Linked DNA regions of Ovis aries: region 2 is linked to region 1. The links are chromatin contacts, called in public Hi-C maps. All regions are on one chromosome and are shown on one strand. Each heading gives the region's core, a stretch centred on a gene start, on an enhancer-like site or on the middle of the called end of the contact. The rest is flanking DNA. Distances are from core to core; before and after follow the strand shown. Region 1 holds the start of NPAS4 (neuronal PAS domain protein 4). Region 2 holds the start of LOC101117545 (RNA-binding protein 4B).

The links. A called contact is a pair of places that touch in the nucleus more often than the background predicts.
Region 2: a Hi-C map of muscle shows a contact between it and region 1, with 4 times the contacts expected there. The contact joins the promoter of LOC101117545 here to the promoter of NPAS4 in region 1. A contact is called at or near these places in 7 of 16 Hi-C or Micro-C datasets (blood, liver, muscle and 2 more).

The regions. Positions count from the first base shown.
Region 1 is chr21:40,890,588-40,896,456 of ARS-UI_Ramb_v3.0, reverse strand. NPAS4 (neuronal PAS domain protein 4) reads right to left here and starts at 2,674. Exons shown (of 8, transcript NM_001287463.1): 1 at 2,500-2,674; 2 at 1,644-1,795; 3 at 1,361-1,463; 4 at 978-1,251; 5 at 684-793; 6 at 199-334; 7 at 1-83. The coding sequence starts at 2,674.
Region 2 is chr21:41,119,291-41,125,159 of ARS-UI_Ramb_v3.0, reverse strand. LOC101117545 (RNA-binding protein 4B) reads left to right here and starts at 2,335. Exons shown (of 6, transcript XR_009597853.1): 1 at 2,335-2,394; 2 at 3,053-3,476.

The DNA of each region.
Region 1 (5,869 bases), core at 1,425-3,924:
ACATGGTCGGGGTGCCCAGGACATAGGCTGCCTGGGTTTCTTCAGAGTTCAACTGCTGGCGGAGGCTCCAGGCTTCCATGTCACTGGAGAGGAAAGAAGAGGCAGCTGGTAAGGGTCTGGTGTCCGTTCCTAGAGTTCTCTGATTTGTATCTCTTCCTCCACCTTGGCTGCCTCCCAGGCCCCTGCCTTGCAGCTCACCTGATTGGGTAGTTATTGGCAGTAATGGGGCCCTCTGGACCTTCTGAATATAAAAGGCAGTAAATCCATGCCCAGCCTCCAGGCTTAGCCAGCAGTCTCACCACCATCTCTGCCTGAATATCTCCACTTTCAGCCACTGAGGGGAAAGAAGAGATGCAGAGTTAGAACAACCATCAGACAGCACCACCCAAGCTCCCCACTTGCTGACTGACTTCTCCACTGAAGTAGGGTATCCATAACACCTTCTTTTCTGACTGCCATCACCTGCACCATTCAACTCCCCATTTTGACCTCACCACTCAGAGTCCCCTAGTTCTGATTCTATTCTCACCTTGACTCCTTATCGTAATGCTCACCCTATGGCATTCAAAATTGTGCGCCTCTGGTATCTCCCCAACTTCAATCTTGGTCACAGCCCTTCTTGTTCAGATTTCCCATGGCCTTCCCCACTCCCTGCCTTTTTCTCAGCCTCTCTGGACACTCACACAAGCGGTAGTGTTGAGCAGAAGCGTGGCCCAGGTCCTCAGGGTGTAGCAATCCATACCATGATTTACAGAGCAGCTCACTGCGCTCAAAGCCCAGGTAGATTAGGACACTGGGAAGGTGAAAAGGATGAGATCAGCTTTCTGTTTTCTCTGCATGATACCCAGGCATCTCCCTCCCCCATTCCCAGGTCTTCTACACCCTTAGATTTCATTCTCCCTGCCCCTGACTCCAGAAGCTAGGGTCCCCTCATTCTGACCTGCTTTTCTTCTGGGGCCTGAATACTCTGGGCTTACCTCTCTGAGATATCCAGAAGGGCCAGGTCCTTAGCATGACGACTCTGGAACATGGCGAGGAAGAGTGAGGCTGGGCCAGGACCAGGGCCAGGGCCAGGGCCAGGGCGGGGTCTTGTCTCCAGTGGAGCACAGAAAGCTGTGAACACAGGATTTCCTGCCCAGTAGGCCCCAGGTGGGTGAGCGTGGAATCGACCTCGAATAAGCACCAGTTTGTTGCCTGCACTCTGGCGCCTGAGGGACTTGGAGGTGTTGAAGCGACAGCGGAAGAGGCGATCTGGGTGAGTGAAAGAAAAACTAGTGAGGAGGTGAATGGCTGAGGACAAAAATGGGAAGGAGCAGGGCAGTAGGACGGATATTGAATTGAGAAAGAAGGGTGTTCTCACCAGTATCCAGGGCAGAGGGCAGGGCAAGTTGCTGGCGCACAGTTAGGTGGTCAGCTGGATCAATGATGTCATAGATACTGTCACCCTGGGCAACCAGGTCCACCTGGAGAAAGTTAAAGGAGAGATGACCATTAGTGAAGGCAACAAAAGCCAATCTTTGGCATAGAGCATCTTGTAGGGTAAAACTCCCCCTCCCCAGTAATCCTCAGACTCTCAGGACGGGAAAACTCATCGTGTCCCCATCTGCACTGCAGTCCAAGCTGAAAGGATCCTCAGCACTCACCATGGAGTGGCCCAGATGCTCGCTCACACTCTCAGACAGATATAGCAGCTTCCCCTCTGCTGTGAACACAAGCAGAAATCCAGGTAGTGCCGCCACTATGTCTTCAAGCTCTTGAGCTGAGAGAAGCCCTGTGGAGCCCGCCAGAGGAGTGCCTGAAGAGTGAGAAGACAGAGTGAATCGGGAGTAAGACTAGGAAGCAAAACAGAAGTGAGAGACTTTTGGATTGAGTTTATCATGGACCTGCTTCTGCACACACCTGTTGACCTACTGCCCACAGCTCTTGCCCCGGGAACCTGTTGCTGGATCTCTCCAGCTAGCGAGCCCTTCGACTTTTAAGTCGGGGCTGAGGGTTTGGCGGGTCTGTGTTTCAGGACCACGGACAGCGCTCTAATGCCAACCGAACGTTCAGCACCGCGGGCAGAGCGTTGCAACCCGGTGATGCTGTCAGCACCGTGGACAGCGCTTCACCGGCTGCAGATGAGCCCATCCACGGTAGCGAGCAGAGGGTGTGTTTCCCCAGGCTTTGCCTCCGTCCCTGCAACTTCCCAAGCTCCCCTCCCCTGGCTCCCGGAGCGCTTCCGCGCCGGTGAGAACTGGGACCGTTCTGTCCTGGCTCTCCTGCTCCCGTAAGTCTGGCTCTAGGGACACTATCCAGGCTCTCTAACATTTATTCAGTACTAAGGTGAGGTTTGGACAGAACTCAGGAGGCAAAGTAGGAAGTCCTGAGTTCTCCAAGTTCTTTCTCACCCTCAGATCGCAGACACGCTTCCCTAGACCCGCGGCAGTCCCAGCGGGTTCCCTCAGCTTCCTTCTCTCTGAGGCTTCCCAGCTCGAGTCTCAGCCCCGGTTTGCTCACCTCCAGCGAAGAAGACTCCCTTGCGAGTGTAGATGCAGGCAAGACTCATAATGTGCAGGTAGGACAGCCGGACCTTGTCCGCTTCGGCCAGCGGCAGCAGCTCCTTGAGGTTCCGGATCTCAGCGTTGATCTGGTCGCGGCGCGCCTTGGAGGCGCCCTTGGTGGAGCGGTACATGACTAGCGGCTGCGGAGCTCCAGCTCGGGCTCTCCGAACACCTGCGTTTCTGTCCCGACGCACCGGTGGCTTCCTCCTCCTTGCTTTCCCGTCTCACGCTCAGGCTCCTTCTCTCTCTGTCTCTCCTCTCCTGGGCTCCGCTCGGTTGCGCTGCCCCTTTCGCCTGCCTGGTTCCGCCTTATATAGCTCCCGTCAGGCGTGGGGGGCTCGCTTTAGAGAAAGGGGGGGCGGGAGGCTGGGCTAAGCAAGCTGCAGCGGGAGCGGCTGGCTGAGGTAGGGGGGAGCGCGCTCCTCCTCCCTCCCAGGCTTCCGACGTCATCCCGTGACGTAGAGCGAGAGCGGGAGGGGTGCCGGGGGGGGGGAAACGGAGGCTGCGGAGGGGGGCCGCTGCTGGCAGCAGCTCAGCCCAGAGGCAGGCGCTGCTTTGGGAAGGCCTGAAAGGGGGTGCAGGGACCCAGGTGTCCGAGTGTATTCTCCTGAAGGGTCAGGGCTAGGGTTGAGGCTGTCTGAAGCCCCCGGCAGGAGAGTGTGAAGAGGACGGGGTGGGGGGGGGGCTGGGAGGGAGTGTGCTGGTCTGACAACGATTTTTCTAAGGAGGTAAGGGAATGGAGAAGAGCTGAGCGGTACGCAAATTCCCCCTCCTATTTGCCAAAGGTCGAGTACGTCTGGGGCAGGGGTGGGGGCGGGGAAGGATCTTTCTTGGCCTCTGTAGGATAGGCCACAGCCAGGGTTTCTCTCTAGGGATGACTCAGTCTGGGATTCCCTTAGTCACTTTCAAAGAGTGAATCTCCTCCCCCTCCTTTCCAAACCCGAGGCTTGGTGATTTTGCACGGGGGGGCGGGGTGAGGAAGGCGGGGGAGGCGGGTCTCATGGGGGTCTAACTCTCTAGAAGGGATGGGGTCCTGGGGTCCTGAGGTCCTGAGGGGTAGGAACCAGCTGAATTTGGCTTTGGTTCTATTTTCCCACAGTCAAAAATAGGATCACCTACAGCAACGCAGCTGTCTGCAGGGACTCTCCGTTTCTCTGTCAACTAATTAACCTCAGCCACTGATGGGAGAAACTGAGGCAGGGTCCCAGGGCCCGGTGAGGGCCTGGGTTTATCCCTTCCCCCATTGCCAGCCCCCAGAACCAGCGGCTCCCCTCTCCCCGCCCTGATTGCAATCCTCAGTCTCCCCGCGGGCCGGGGGCGGGGGCGGGACCGGGGGAATCCCAGCTCCATATTAGGACAGGAATCCTCCGGCGGCAGCCGCGGCGGCGGCGGCGGGCGGGGCCTGACTGCCTCCGCACAGCTCCCAAGGGCTCCCCCCTGCCTTCAGCGGGGAGGATGGGGAAGCAGCAGAGACGCAAGGGGACCGTGCCAGACCCTCTGCGCGATCCATGCACATACCAGAGACCCCTTAACTCGGGCAGGCTGTCCACATTCCCCTCCAACCCCTGCTCAGTCATCGGCGGTAGGATTCCTCGCTGTCTCTCCTTCTTCAGCTTCCACATCCCACCCCCTCGCTCCGCTCCAGATAGTTTCTTTATCTCACTGCCTGCTTGGTGGTCTGTCTTGGCTTTGTGTGCTCTCCACTCCTCAAATGTTCCCCTTCTGCTCTCTCCAGTCTCTCTTTGTCACCTTTGTCTCCCGCATCATGTTGCTTTTGGCCTATCTCCCTCTTTTCAACACGCATGGAGTTTGAAGGGTGCCTTTGTTTCCCCCAATCAAAGGAGAAGGAAATGAGCTAGGGGACGTTTTATCTGAAATTGAGTTATGTGGGATAGGAGTGTATGTGAAATCATTTGAGGGGCTGGGGGTGAAGCCACTTAAAATTTGGGGGGAAGGGATTGGCCTGATTGTAGAAAGTCCCAGAGGAAGCATGGAGATAAACTTTGACACCAAGGGGTCTTCACTCTTCATGGAAAAGGGTGGTGGCATGAGAGGTAGAGTGGAAGGAGGAGACCCAGGTGAGGAGAAGGCTGTCATAGAAGCAGGTCTCTGGGGCCCCCATCCTGACCTCTTGTGCATTTTGGCAGAGGTGGGGGTCCATCCACATCAACCATCCTGTATTCAGTGATACAAATGAGATGGACAGAAGGGGTATGACTGTCTGTCTACCTGCTACTATCTCTAACCCTATTTATCTGGGTGACAGAAAAAAGGTTCCTTCAGAAAGTATGTCTCTTCCACTTTCATCTCTGTCTGACCCCAGATGTACCCACACACCCCTCGATCAAGCTTCTATTTGGACAAGCCCTTAAAGACCTCCTGAAGTAGGAAATGGCAACCCACTCAGTATTTTTGCCTGGAAAATCCCATGGACAGAGGAGCCTGATGGGCTACAGTCCGTGGGGTCACAAAGAGTGGGACCCGACTGAGTACACACACCACCATTCATTTTTGGACCCCATTCTTGTATGAGAATCCCGGACAGGGTTCCTGTTTTCTCCGCTCACTGGTCCTCTGTCCCTGACTGAGAGACATTCTTATTGTTCCTCTCCATGACGAGAGGTATCTATTGTTTGGGTCCTGCTGGTCTCCACAAGCAGAGCAGACCCGCGGTGAAAGAATGGCGCACTCACCGCTGTCCGTGGTGCTGAATCATCACCAGCTATGTCATATGGACCATAGATGGGTCTGCCTGGGACGTTAGAACTTAAGTCCATACAGACTTCACAGTGAGGCCCCAACTGGCTGTCTCCGTCTCCTCTGAGAATGAATAAAGGAGTGGATTGTGTGTGGGGCGGGGGGTGGGGTGAGGAAGATTTCTGAATTGTAGGAATGAAGTAAATGGGGAGGGAACTGAACTCAAAAAGAGCTCTTGGATTTTTCCAGAATGGACTGGAGGTGGGGTCAGGGGAGGAACTCTGAAAGAGAAGAAGGGCCTAGAAAGGGGCAAGGGAGGGGGCATAGAAGGGCTCATCCTAGTTCGCCCACTCTGAGTCAAGTTAAGAAGCTCTGTATGCCCCAATGTCTTCTCTCCCCAGGCCAACTCCCACTCCCTTTGCCTCCCACCTCCGTAAAATTATTTTTAACTGTGAAGAACCAAAAATAGCTTGGCAGCAGCTTCAGGCCGTGGGAGAGGAGCTATTTATATCACCAGTGATGGTTCCAAAATAGCAAGCAGGAGGAGGGGGGCGGCTGGCACGCTAGAGAGCTCCTGGCTGCTGCTAAAAATACTGGCAGTGTGAGTCATCCTGGCCTGGCTGAGTCAC
Region 2 (5,869 bases), core at 1,086-3,585, 230 kb before region 1:
GCAGATGCAAACTACTATATATAAAATAGACAAACAACAAGGTTCTAAGGTATAGCACAGGTGATTATATTCAATATCTTGTAGGGACTATCCTGATGGTGCAGTGATTGAGATTCTGAGCTTCCATTGAGGGGGCCTGGGTTCCATTCCTGGTCAGGGAACAAGATCCTACATGCTGCAACTAAACATTTCCATGCCCCAACTAAAAAGATCCTTCATGCCACAACTAAGACAAATAAATAAAGAGCTTGTAATAACCTATGATGGAAAAGAATATGAAAATGAGTATATGTATATGTACAACTGAATCACTTTGCTGTACACCAGAAACTAACACGACATGGTAAATATACTTCAATTTTAAAAAATATATATCTTGCAAGAACACAAAATAATACATTCTAAATTCATTTAACGGTTGCCTACGAGGGCTTCCCTTGTGGCTCAGCTGTAAAGAATCTGCCTGCAATGCGGGAGACCTGGCTTCGATCCCTGGGTTGGAAGGATCCCCTGGAGAAGGGAACGGCTACCCATTTCAGTATTCTAGCCTGGAGAATTCCATGGACTGTATAGTCCATGGGGTTGCAAAAAGTCGGACACGACTGAGCGACTTTCATTTTCAAAAAGTGAGGGAAAGCGAAGGGGAGGTAAAAGGGAATAGATAAGAATAGAGAAATAGATGGGGGAGAAGATGGAATGGTATGGTCAGAGCTATGAGGAGAAACAGTATAAAAACACAGGAGGAAAGGATGGTGAACAAACAAAAAATTTTAGAGGGGTGCAAACTGTTAAAAGGATATTAGTTTTGGTAACCTCAGAAAACTTGCGCAATTGGAGAGGAAGATAGAACCCAAAACACAGGCATAGAGGTGGGCAACAGCAGGTTCACACTGTTTGCAAAAATCCACCCTGAAACACTGGGAAGAAATCCAAGTTAGAAAAATTAATAGCAAAGATGAGTAAAAACTATTTCAGAAATGGGCAAAGGGGTCCCTCGCTGGTGTTTTAAAAGTCTGACTATAGAGAGAAACTGGGAAATGACCAAGAGAAGAAAGGAATGGGAGGGTTAAATAGAATTAGGTGGGAGATAAGCATGAGTGTTATCAGAATTGGAAGGACAGTGCCTCTTCTGAAATTGGTGGAAAACAAAGAATTCAGTAAAAGAAATGTAACCAAGTAGCTGAAGAGGAAGAGGACAGCATGCAGAGTTTGTGCCTGATAGTATCAGAAAAGATACCAAGGAGGAATGGTGATGGACCAAACATCCTGGCATGCTCTACTTGGAGATAAGCTAAGTCCATCAATCTCCATAAACGTCTATTCTTTGTCCAAAGGTGACAGTGAGTAATAAACCCCCTTAGTAACTTCCTTTTTGCCAGCAGGAGGTGCCCTTGGACCACAGTTGAATTCTGAAAGCTGGAAAATGCCCTGGTCAGTTGCCCTGTCCTCCAGCAGCTTGGTCTGGAGGTGGAGACCCTGGCCTGTCCCCAAAACAAGAAACCTCTCTGGTCCTCTATACCAAGCATTCGTTGGTGTGCTCGCCACGAATCGGGAACTGTTAAGGACACATAATTAGAGCTTAATTCTCTAGCTAGGGAGAGAAAACCAGCCTTCGTGTATATGTGACAAACAAAACCCAACTGATTTGAGTGTAACCTGGATATAATGCCTCTACGAGCTATCTCAGCTCTGCCATCTTCGGTTCTGTTTCCTCACCAATGAAGTACATGTTTTCAATTAAAATTTTTTGAATTATGTTATAAAGCTCTACCAAAAAAAAAAAAAAAAGGCCAGGTTTGCTTGAAATGTGGCCCACCTGTATTCCTAAAATGTTGCCCCAAGCTACCGTAGAGGCTGGCCGATTGCTAAGAAAACCCGCTTTTCGGGGACTCAGTGGGATAACCCTTTGTCATCAGCAGCGGCCGTCCTTCCCCACCTCCGCCCCCCGACACTGCCCAATAGCACGATCCATTGTGAATGGATCCATTATGATCCACTGTGACTCCCGGGCTTCCGATCTCACCAAGGCAGTGGTTGCGCCCAGAGCCTTCTGACGCGTGAGCGCCGACCCCCACCCACACCACCGTCCAAGGTGTTGATTGGCTAGCCGGGCCAGGGGGCGGGCTGACCTCCGCTCCGCCGCGCCGACAACAGCGGGCCCCGCCCCCTATCGGGGCGACTGGGAGCCGAGCCCGGGGCAGCCATTTGTACGCGGCCGCGGGATTGGTCGCCTGGCTCCCGCGAGGGTGAGGAGGGGGTGGGCAGCGCGCACTCGCGCGTGCGTCAGGTGGCGCGCGAGAAAGCCCCGGTCGCGCCGAGGTTTGAGCGGCCGTCGCCATTTTGTAGGGTTCTCTCTGACGCGGGAGCCGCCGCCAGCGCTGCTGCCACCCGGAGGTGCGCAAGGTATCCGTGGGCGTGTGGGGAGCCCGAGAGCCGGGCCGGCCGGGCCTCTGGCGGACGGGGATGGCCCAGGGTTTGGGTTTCTTCTCTTGGGGCGGGAGGTCCGGGGAAGACAACGGGAGGAGGCGGGGCCGGGTCTCCGGAGGGGGCGGGGCAGGGGTCGAGTCGAGTCTTTGTTGGGGAAAAGGCACTGGAGTTGGGTCGCCAGGGCGGGGGTGGGGGTCCCAATTGGGGCAAAGGGGGCCTTTTTATTCGTAAAAGTATTTTGAACGGTGATGCTTCACGGAAGAGAGGTACACAGATTTCCCTCCAAAACCTTGTTACCAGGGACAGTTAGATATATGCCTCTTCCCCCCCGTTTGGATTCTTCTCTTACCTGCCCCCGAACAGGAGTATTTCAAGCTAAGCCTGTTACTTAAAGGGCGCCTTATTTCACGAGGAACTATGCAGTGCATGCTGACAACCGATCCGTTCGCGTGTTAACACACAGCTTACACTACTCCTTAAGAGCTAACCTTTCTCCCGCTACTGAAAAAAGGAGCGTCTGTGAGAGCATCTTGAAGGTGCCAAGAACTTGGGAGGATTAATCCGAAATGCAGTGCATTGAAACTTTCGCCTCTAACTTCTGAAAATCTCCTTTCTTCTCTTCCAGGCTCTTGTCAGAATGGTGAAGCTGTTCATCGGAAACCTGCCCCGGGAGGCCACAGAGCAGGAGATCCGCTCGCTCTTCGAGCAGTATGGGAAGGTGCTGGAATGTGACATCATTAAGAACTACGGCTTTGTGCACATAGAGGACAAGACGGCGGCCGAGGATGCCATCCGCAACCTGCACCACTACAAGCTGCACGGGGTGAACATCAACGTGGAAGCCAGCAAGAATAAGAGCAAAGCTTCAACCAAGTTGCATGTAGGCAACATCAGTCCTACCTGTACCAACCAAGAGCTCCGGGCCAAGTTTGAGGAGTATGGTCCAGTCATCGAATGTGACATCGTGAAAGATTATGCCTTTGTACACATGGAGCGGGCTGAGGATGCAGTGGAGGCCATCAGGGGCCTTGACAACACAGAGTTTCAAGGTGAACTGCTCTGGGGCTTGGGTGGCAAAACCGAGTGGGGGTCTAGGTGTAAACAAGAACAGAGGACCATGGGGCTGGCAGGGTGGTGTCTTCCGTTCCACTTTAGCTGGAGATAATAGAACGATTGTATGTTTACCATGCTTAAACACAACTCTTGGAGAAGCACACACTTCTCCTTTTCAGATTTGCCAAGATGTTTCTCAACAAGTTTGTAGAATCACAAACGGTAGGTCACTTTTACCTGCAAGCGTCATTCATTTGGGTGCTGTAGGAAGTTTAATCTGCAAATGGGAGAAGAGGATAAAGGTCTGTGGCTTACTTGCTTCTTTTGTTATGATGAGGAAGCCTTATATATTTGAGAGTTTAAATGCATAGGGTTTATACTCCTTACTGCCCTGGGCAATGGGCCGTGGTGGGAAAGAACAAAGACATCTTTAAGAATCTCTGTATTGTAAATCTGGGTGGTGAATCTGATTTTGGGGGGTTATCTTTTGAGTATGTGATGAACTATATAAGCAGAGCCAAAAACTGCTATGTATTCTGCTCCACATACTATCATTTAATCTTAAAGGGAAAAAAGGACATTTCTAAAAATGTTAGGTTGAATGGGAATTATGGTTCTGCTTCTGAGGAGATTCCGATTAGGGTGTCATATGGAATTATTTATATCATTAATAAAACTACATACGTTATCATTAGTACTACAGGAGGTTGAAGACCCTCTGGAACTGTGCTGATATGGTAGCCACTAGCCCCATGTGGCTGTCAAATTGAAATTAAATAAATTTTAAAGTTCACTTTCTCAGTTGTGCTGCACACATTTCAAGTACTCAGAAGTCATACAGGCTAGTAGTGACTGTATCAGTGCAGATACAGAACATTTACATCATCACAGGAAGTTCTGTTGTACAGCGCTGTCCTACAAGCTTTTTGTTGATAGTGTCGTCTTAGACCACATGTTTACATCCACTTTTCAGGTTTATAAATTAAGATCATTTTTTTCTCTTGAGTACCATTAAAAGGGTTGTAAAGACGTACTTAAGGGTCCTCTACTAAACCTAGAAAACAGAACAAAAATGGAGAAGAGGAAAAGTTGACCAGAAAAGGGTAAGAAAGTCTGCAGATAGTAGAGATTGCAAATAATGCATCAGATATTTCCAGCTTCAGCCAGTGGTGTCCTGGCTTTTAGCTGCTCATTAAAGCACGGGGCAAAAACTGTAGAGACTTGCTACCATTTATTTGTCATATGAGCATGGACAAGTGTTTTAACCTCTTTGTGCTTCATTTTCCCCACTTGTAAAGTAGAGTTATAATGGTCCCTGCCGTACCTCCCTCACAGGATGGTAGTGAGGCTAGAATGAGGTGATAGATGTGAAAGTGCTTTGGCAGTAAAAGCACTGTGTGATAAAAGGTGAGTGGTGTTTGCAACAACAGATGTTTCTGTGATGGTTAGAAACTTCTTTAAAATGTAATACCTTTCCTCATTTATATTTGGTTTTCTTTTATTATTTTGGAAAGCTGTTGCGCTTCAGATACCTTTAAAAATACCCTGAATTATTTTCATTGGATGAAGGAGGGCATCATGAATGGACAGTGTTGGAGGAAATGGGAGTTCTCTCTTGATAGGTAACAAGCAAAATGTGAAAGAATGCAGTTAAAGTCTGGTACAAACTGCAGTGATGTTCTAGTATAATACTGCTTGTCTTTACCTTTTTAATATGCAATAGAGTAAAAGAATAGGATCAGAAATAGGTATATGGACATCAGTTAATTGAGAGGGGGGTTGGCTTGAAAGAAATGTTTTAATACAGTGGGTTTCATTCAGGATGTAATAACACAATGATCTGTGAGATTTTTTGAAATGTCATTATTGGGGGAAAAAAAGGATCCTTTATTTGGTTTTCATGTTCTTAGCCTGGGCCCTCTGGAGAAAGCACTCAACTTTTCATTATGTTTTATGTACAGACATTTTTATAACCAGCTTTGTTTTTTTTCCAGATGACAAGAGAAAGTTTAGCATTGGATAAAAAGTTGCAGTCTTACAGAAAATACAATCTAGATACCAATTTGTCACATTTTTTTCATAAAGCCTTTTTACTCATCCCCTAATAAAGGGGACCTCAAAGTGCCACTTTGGTCATCTTTTGAACCTTTACATGTTAATGGCTGCTACTGAGGCTTCCTGACTGTATGACTTAAAAAGAAAGCAGCAAAATCTGAGTTTACCTGAGTCTCTGGGGATCTGTTTCCTCCCCATAAACAGCAGTGAACTGAACCGCTACTGATTTAGCAAGCAGTTTGCAGTGAAAGACCCTGAAGAAGCTATTCCCAAGTAATAACTCAGGCAGCTGAGCTGGGAATGTTATATGAGTTTATGTGTTTTGTTTTTCACC